Regions from separate parts of the Mus musculus genome. Here region 1 is linked to region 2. The links are chromatin contacts, called in public Hi-C maps. All regions are on one chromosome and are shown on one strand. Each heading gives the region's core, a stretch centred on a gene start, on an enhancer-like site or on the middle of the called end of the contact. The rest is flanking DNA. Distances are from core to core; before and after follow the strand shown. Region 1 overlaps Lpp (LIM domain containing preferred translocation partner in lipoma). Region 2 overlaps Gm31814 (a long non-coding RNA gene).

Evidence for each region. A called contact is a pair of places that touch in the nucleus more often than the background predicts.
Region 1: a contact with region 2 is called in a Hi-C map of myocytes, with 2.4 times the contacts expected there. The contact joins two enhancer-like sites. A contact is called at or near these places in 3 of 484 Hi-C or Micro-C datasets (CD4 T cells, muscle stem cells and myocytes) and 3 of 115 datasets of contacts at active chromatin or transcription factors (double positive thymocytes, effector CD8 T cells and memory CD8 T cells).

What each region holds. Positions count from the first base shown.
Region 1 is chr16:24,912,170-24,915,601 of GRCm38.p6, reverse strand. The region is part of intron 10 of Lpp (LIM domain containing preferred translocation partner in lipoma); the gene reads right to left. Among named protein-coding and RNA genes, the nearest start is that of Gm52245, 28 kb to the left of the region's middle. Within about 2 kb of position 1,716, at least 143 of the 459 cell types and tissues checked have an H3K27ac peak or open chromatin away from gene starts, as enhancers often do. A contact at or near this core is called in muscle stem cells and myocytes, where this site is marked.
Region 2 is chr16:24,230,370-24,233,732 of GRCm38.p6, reverse strand. All of the region lies in intron 1 of Gm31814 (a long non-coding RNA gene), which reads left to right. Among named protein-coding and RNA genes, the nearest start is that of Gm31814, 31 kb to the left of the region's middle. Within about 2 kb of position 1,967, at least 16 of the 459 cell types and tissues checked have an H3K27ac peak or open chromatin away from gene starts, as enhancers often do. A contact at or near this core is called in muscle stem cells and myocytes, where this site is marked.

The DNA.
Region 1 (3,432 bases), core at 467-2,966, 680 kb before region 2:
AAGAAGTGTCCTTGGGCCTCATGATACACTCATCCTTGCCAGAGGCTTAGAGATGCCAAAAATGTTTAGGAGTCCTCATTCTTGATATGTTTCTTAAATGACTTTAAGGTCGCCTCTCCTAAAAAAGCAATGTTAGTGTAGCAACAAAAACTCCTTTATGAAAAAAAAAAAAACTTATGGTCACATGAATAGCATCTCTAGCCTGGGTGTAGACCTCACATCACAGTTGGAATGTGCCAATCATTTGGCCAAGGGATCCCCTCTTGAAAGGCAGCTCATCCCTCACCACTGTGAACAGTCAGATGGAATAGTAACTCTTTAATGAGATGCTGCAGCTTTCCTTACCATAACTCCTGTTCTTAGTGTAGAACCTTACCAGGCCACAGCCATACAGCTTTGCAATGGAAGTCTGCCTGCTGTTCTGAATCATTCAGACAAGGGTAATGTCTCCCTTTCTTTTCTATAGGAGAGGAAGGAGGAGGAGGAGGGGGAAAAGGGGAGGAGGAAGAGGAGGAGGAAGAGGAGGAGGAGACCTGTGTCACAGAGCAAGACAGAAAATGATCACTTTGAATCAATTTTCAAAGACAAGATGATGCTGGAATTGGTCATATAGCATTTAGGCATAAAAATGTGAACAAGATATTTCAGTACCAGGCATAGAATCAGAAAGGCAAGGTCAAACATGATTTCTTGGGGACTATAAAGGAGGCCAGGATCAGTATAGTATTAGACAGAATGCATGGGGTCAGACAACTGGGGTCAAACACAAACCTAATTCACAGAATTTCTACATGTAAAGGTTTAGACAATTCTATGATTTTAATTTATGAGCAACAATTAGTGTGTAGGAACAGTCACACATGAGGCATCATGGAAAGACAGACTGGACTGACTTACATACGTTACAGCCACTTGAATTGTCCCTCACTCCTATGGCATGTGGCAGTCTGGGAAAGAACATGCTGGGAGCCTGACTCTGGCTTTCTAGCAAACTATGACAAAGACAGGCTTCATGCTCTGCCGGCTTCTGTCCTGTTGTGCTTTGCCAAGTCACTGAAGCCCACAACCCTTGGTCGGCTCAGAGCCCAGAGCTGTATCTGTGTTTCCAGGACAGCTAGCTAAACACAATGCCTCTCAGAGCTACTCTATTTCTTGAGGAGAAAACACAATCAACAAATTTGTTGTCAGGGCAGATTTGTGAGGCTGGCAGTTTGAGATCTAATTTTAAAGCTTGTCCAAATTTTGGAGAGGAAACCTGCCATTTCAACAGGAAGAAAAGGAATGAAGATTAAGGAGGTCTAGCTCAGTCAGGATAGATATTTTTTTAAAAGATTATAAAAGGGGGAGCACCATGGCTCACACTGTACAGAAAAGTGGAGTATGCTGGCTTCAGAAGGATTTACGCTGGACCTCTTTCTGGAAACAAGTGCCAGGAAGTCATCTGTAATAAGCATTGCCTAACAGACAAAAAGACAGGGATGGCTCCAAGTTCAAGGTGTCTCTCCTAAATCATGTGATAGAAAATGCAGATGTGTTCACATCTGGAGCAGGAAACATGGTTTACTCTTTAGGTTGTATTTTAGCTGAGCCATGCTTTAATTTAAGCTCCTCTTTCTTTCAGCTTTAGAAAGTAAGGCGCTTCACAGAGAGAGATATGGAACACGGGGTGTGGCTAAAACCCACAACACTCAGGGAGCAGATTCTCTGTTCACTTACTCATGGTGCTGCCTCCGCCTCTTCCCTGCTGCCAAAGACCTTTCAGGAAAAGCTGGTAATGGATGAGTGTGTAAGAAATAATGAAATAGCTAAGCAGTCTTTGCCTTTTGGGAGAAAGCCCAAAGTCCTTAGCAAGACCTCTGTCCATCTCAAAACCCGCCTTACTTCAAGCTGCTCTCTCGGTCTCTGACCACAGTGGCCTCTTTCAGGTCCTCAAGTCAGCAAGTTCCACTGCCTGAGACGTCTAACCTCCTGTCCACTCCTCAGCTCAGTAAGGCATCACTTCCTTAGGAATGAGTGCCGTGACCCTTCTGTCTGTTCTTTATTGGAAATGAAAATCCTAAACCAGACTGAAAGTCTGCTTCACTGACTGTTCAACATCCACAGCTTACAAACAGCAGCCTCCTAGATGAGTTTTGTTAATAGGTAAATATATTTTTTCCTTCCCAAAAAATAAGGTGTCCCCAATTTTCAAAACAGAGAAATTAGAGGTTAAATTACCTAACTGGGGTGAACCAAGAACATATGTTTTAGTCACTGGTTCAAATTAGATTATTATAAGGAACACATATAGGAACAATATATAAGTTTATTTTACTTAGAGAAAGCTAAATCAACCACAGTTTGTTCTGAGGTACCACAGCTTCCTGTTTCAGACTGAACCACACCAATACGAATGGCTCTGGAATGGTGACAGAGAGCAAAGACAGGCTAGACATGCATCGAAGCATCCCTGCTTTGTGGCTCAGCTTAGTCATACTTCCAACCGTGTCTTGTAATTATCACCTGAGTCCCAGCCCATGGAGTATGGTAGAAGGAACATGGGGTCACTCTTCCAGGATGGCAATCAGCTGCAGCTCCTGATGAGACCCTGGCCACCATCTTTCCTCCTGTGTCCAAGGCTAAGGCTGTAGCCTGTGGGCCTTAGAGCTCTAGAGCAATGGTAGACCTGGCAGCAAAGTGGGTTCATGTCCCTGAGTCCACAAGTGGAAACCAACAAGGAGCCATTATTGAAAAAATAACTATTGTATTAAAGCACTAAGTTTTTAAATATGCAATAATAATATAACATAACATCAAAAACATATAGATGTAATATGTTGTCATTAATTTAACTAGTATTGGTGTGCTTATACACACACACACACACAGACACACACACACACTACCACCACTATGTGTGTATGGTGGTCAGAGGATAATTTTGGGCATCTGCTCTCACCTTCACCATGGGCTCCAGGCATGAGGGCAATAGCCTTGTGAAGCAAGCACTTTAAACTACTGAGCCCTGGGCCTGGCCTTGATGTTTATTGAGTTCCCTTCAATGTAAAGGTCATGGCCAGATCAGCACCAGCCTAAGGCTCTGATTTCTGGTGCAGCAGTCCTTCCTTCACTGCATAGACTAATTTCTGTCACTTTTCTCCTTTGTGCTGGGGCTTTTTTTCTTAAAAAAAATCCTTGGTTAGCACATGAAAATGCATTCGGAAAAGGTTGCTTTCTTTTCTTTGCTCCCTCCTTGTCCTACTGAGCCCAACAAAATATAAATTGAGAGCAAGACAGTGGCAGAAGACAGTACCTGAGTCATTCAAACTCTGCTGATCATTCACTTTAAATTAGACCCTCAATCAACCTAGGCCTCCCCACCCCAAAGTTTTTATACGATATTTTATTGTTATGTGATTCAAAACAATGCTAAACTGTCAATGTCAGGCCTCA
Region 2 (3,363 bases), core at 718-3,217:
GAAGGGGCCTATGTGGAATGACTCTAGATATCTGCTTCACATCTACATTACTTCAAAACTGTAATAGAGTCTAGGAAGCCAATTGGAAAGTCCAGGTATAGCTTGTTAATGTATTTCTTATGGCCCGCCATTATTCCATGGCATTGTTGAGGCTGGTCACAGCTGTCTACAGGATAAGGCATGAAGATGGGAGGAGGGGGAGGTAGTGCAGCAGCTAAACAGATGAGAGCCAGGTTAGCTGGGTGTGGGGAGAGTGGTACCTAGAGGGGCTTGAGGTCTAAGCTGAGAGCAGAAACGACACCATTATATTACAGTCAGGGGAAGACTACATCTTGGGTTGATAAGAAGGTTCAACTCTGAGAAGAACCCCAAGGCCCTCCCAGGAGGTTTTGTTACTTTATAATCTTTGCTTTTCCATGTTTTGCATGTTGAGTTTTAGCAGTCCAAAATTGATTTCCTCTTGTATGAAAAGAAAACCCAGTGGAGACTTGGGGGGGGGGGGTATGTTGTGATGGCAGACCCCACCCACTGGCCCCAGGCTACAGAGGACAAACCTGTTTGTCATTCCCCATAACCCTCTAATCATATGATGCTTGTGACCAAAATGTGCCAGTTATGGAGTGTGGGGATTTAATTCACCACACTCACTCAGGCTGAGCATGCTGGTAGAATCCTCATTTTAAATAAGTGTGTGGGGGGAGGGAGGGGGGAGAAAGGTGTGAATCTCTGACATTCTTCAAAGCCTGAGCCTAGATCATTAAAGCTCATGAAATTGATTATGTTTTAAAATTTGAGCCCGAGAGTGGCAGAGGTGGCTCAAAGGTTAAAAGCACTTGTTATGATTCCCAAAGCTCTAATTTCAATTCCCAGCACCCATACGGTAGCTCACAACTGTCTGTAACTCAGGTTGCAGTGGCTCTCTGGCTCTCTTCTGAACTCTTTGGGCATCATGCATGCACATGAGTGCATAGAGACAGACAGTAGGCAAAACTCCTGTAACCTGAAAGTAAAAAGTATAAAATAAACTAACATAAAAGTTAAGGTTGAATGCTGGTGATTCTTTGTCACCCAGCTTTGACCCTTCAGCTACTGCGAATGTCCCAGAAGTACACATTAGCCTCTGGCTACTGAGAATGAACTGGAAGTGGACAGATGGCGCTGCTCCTGAGGACAGAAGAATTGAGCAACCTCGGCTGAGGTGTGTGAGGTACACAGATGCCACCAGCAATTGGAAAGAAACTCTCAGAAACAGAGGTGACAAGTGGGCAAGGTTGTCAACGCAGCAGGAGCAATTCGAATATTCTTTTTAGAGGGTGACCACCCAAACATAGACCCGGAAAGGAACCACCCAGCTGGCAAGCTTCCTGAGGCATGAGACAGCCTTGCTGCTGTTGAACGAGATTCATTCTAGACGCATGCTAAGATGGCTCTCCCTAGTGACAGCGTTTATCACTCATGGCTCACCATCTTGGCCCTCAGATGAAATTTTTGGCCAAGCAAATGGTTCTGTTGTAGAGAAGCCAGTGCTTGCTCATCCTTCTTTCACTGGCTGAGCAGGTGGCTTCAGGAATATCCCTTACTCTCCCCAGGGCCCATGTCTTGTGGGCAGGCACATTCTTTTCATTATTTCCTTTAACTGGTGAGGAGAATGCTAACAACTTGTAGATCTTTGTGAGCCTTGAAAGAATTCAAAAGCCTTGTTAGAGGTGGGAAATAAAATGTTTAATCTTATAGGTAGCAATGTGCTGTCTAGTGAGGAATTCCTAAAAAACTCAATGATGGGGTAACAAGAAGGAGCCCCAGAAAACACAGGAAACACAGCATGAACCTGGCACAGAGCCTTGTAAGCACCCTTTGGCTTCACCTGCCACTGGGGGTGATGAATATGAGGCCAACCACTCCTGTGGACTTCCTGCCCTGCTGCTCCAGGGCAGGACCTCTCCCAGCTTCAGCCTCATTGGCCGCCTCCTCATTCTCTGTCTGGAACAACTGTGCATAATCCTTCTCTCCTTCCTGCCCCTGCCCAGAACTCCCACCTGCCCTTTCTGATTCGGTGCCAGCATCTGGTCAGCGAGCGAAGCCAAATGTACTGAACAGATGTGTGCAACATTGGCTGGCACGTGCAAGGAGGCTGTCTGTCCAGCCTAGGCCTGGGGAGGGCTTCCTATCCACTGGCTGGGAAGTTACTCTCAGGGGCCCTGGCAGAGAAAGGGCTGATGCTATAAGCGCCTTGCCATCCTGTGGTCCTTCTCCCTGGCTTGCCATTTTCTTTACTCTTTTAACACACACACACACACACACACACACGTATGTGAGTACATTTGTTCTCTTCAGACACACCAGAAGAGGGCATCAGATCCCATTACAGATGTTTTTGAGCCACCATGTAGTTGCCGGGAATTGAACCCAGGACCTTTGCAAGAGGAGCAAGTGCTCATAACCAGTAAGTCATCTCTCTACTCTTTTTTTTTTTTTTAACTTCTTCCTACTTCCATTCTATTTCTTTCTTTCTTTCTGACTCTTCCTCATTAACAAAGCTCCTGGGCAATATTCTGGATGCCATTTTAAAAGGCAAAATATACATTTCAAAAGAGCATTTCAAACCTGGCTCTTCTAGATGTATAAAAGACATTAACTAGCCAGAACAATAACAGCTAGTCTTTACCAGAGCTCAGTGCAGACCTAGGATCTTAATGATATCCCTTCTTGCCCTTCTCAGTCAGTGGCAAGCAAACACCATGGTGGTTCCCAGAAGTAGGTACCCTTGCAAGCAATCATCTTTGATTTTGTAAACAATTGGCGAATTCTTCTCACTGTTCACTCACCTAAATGGGAACGGCTGGAGAACAGTAGCAGTTAAACCGAGTCCTGAGGCAGATCAGAGCCCCGTGGAGACAGAAACGTTGTTGAAAATAAAATTAGCAAACTGGGCAAAGTGATCTAAAGATTGTTCACATTTTAGAAGATATGTACATTTACCTTATGTATGCACGTTTAGCTTAAAAACATAAGTGAAACAGCTTGCATTTCATCACCTAAGAAGCAGTTTCTAGGAAAACAAACAACAGCAGCAGCAACACACGCTTAGTGATTTAATTTATAGGTGCTTTTAATATATATAAAAATGTGTGTGTGTGTGTGTGTGTGTGTGTGTGTGAACTCCCTGCATTGCCCGTGAGTTCACAGACACACATTACACACATACACATCCCATGCCTTTTACATATGTCCATTGAGCAGAAAATACAAGATTCCTAAGTAAGGCCTTGCCTAGATTTTGTACATTGCTTAAGAGGTCGTGGATATTTACAAAGCATGAAAGGATAAGAATGGATTTCTTCATTTGTCTCGACTACTAGGAAG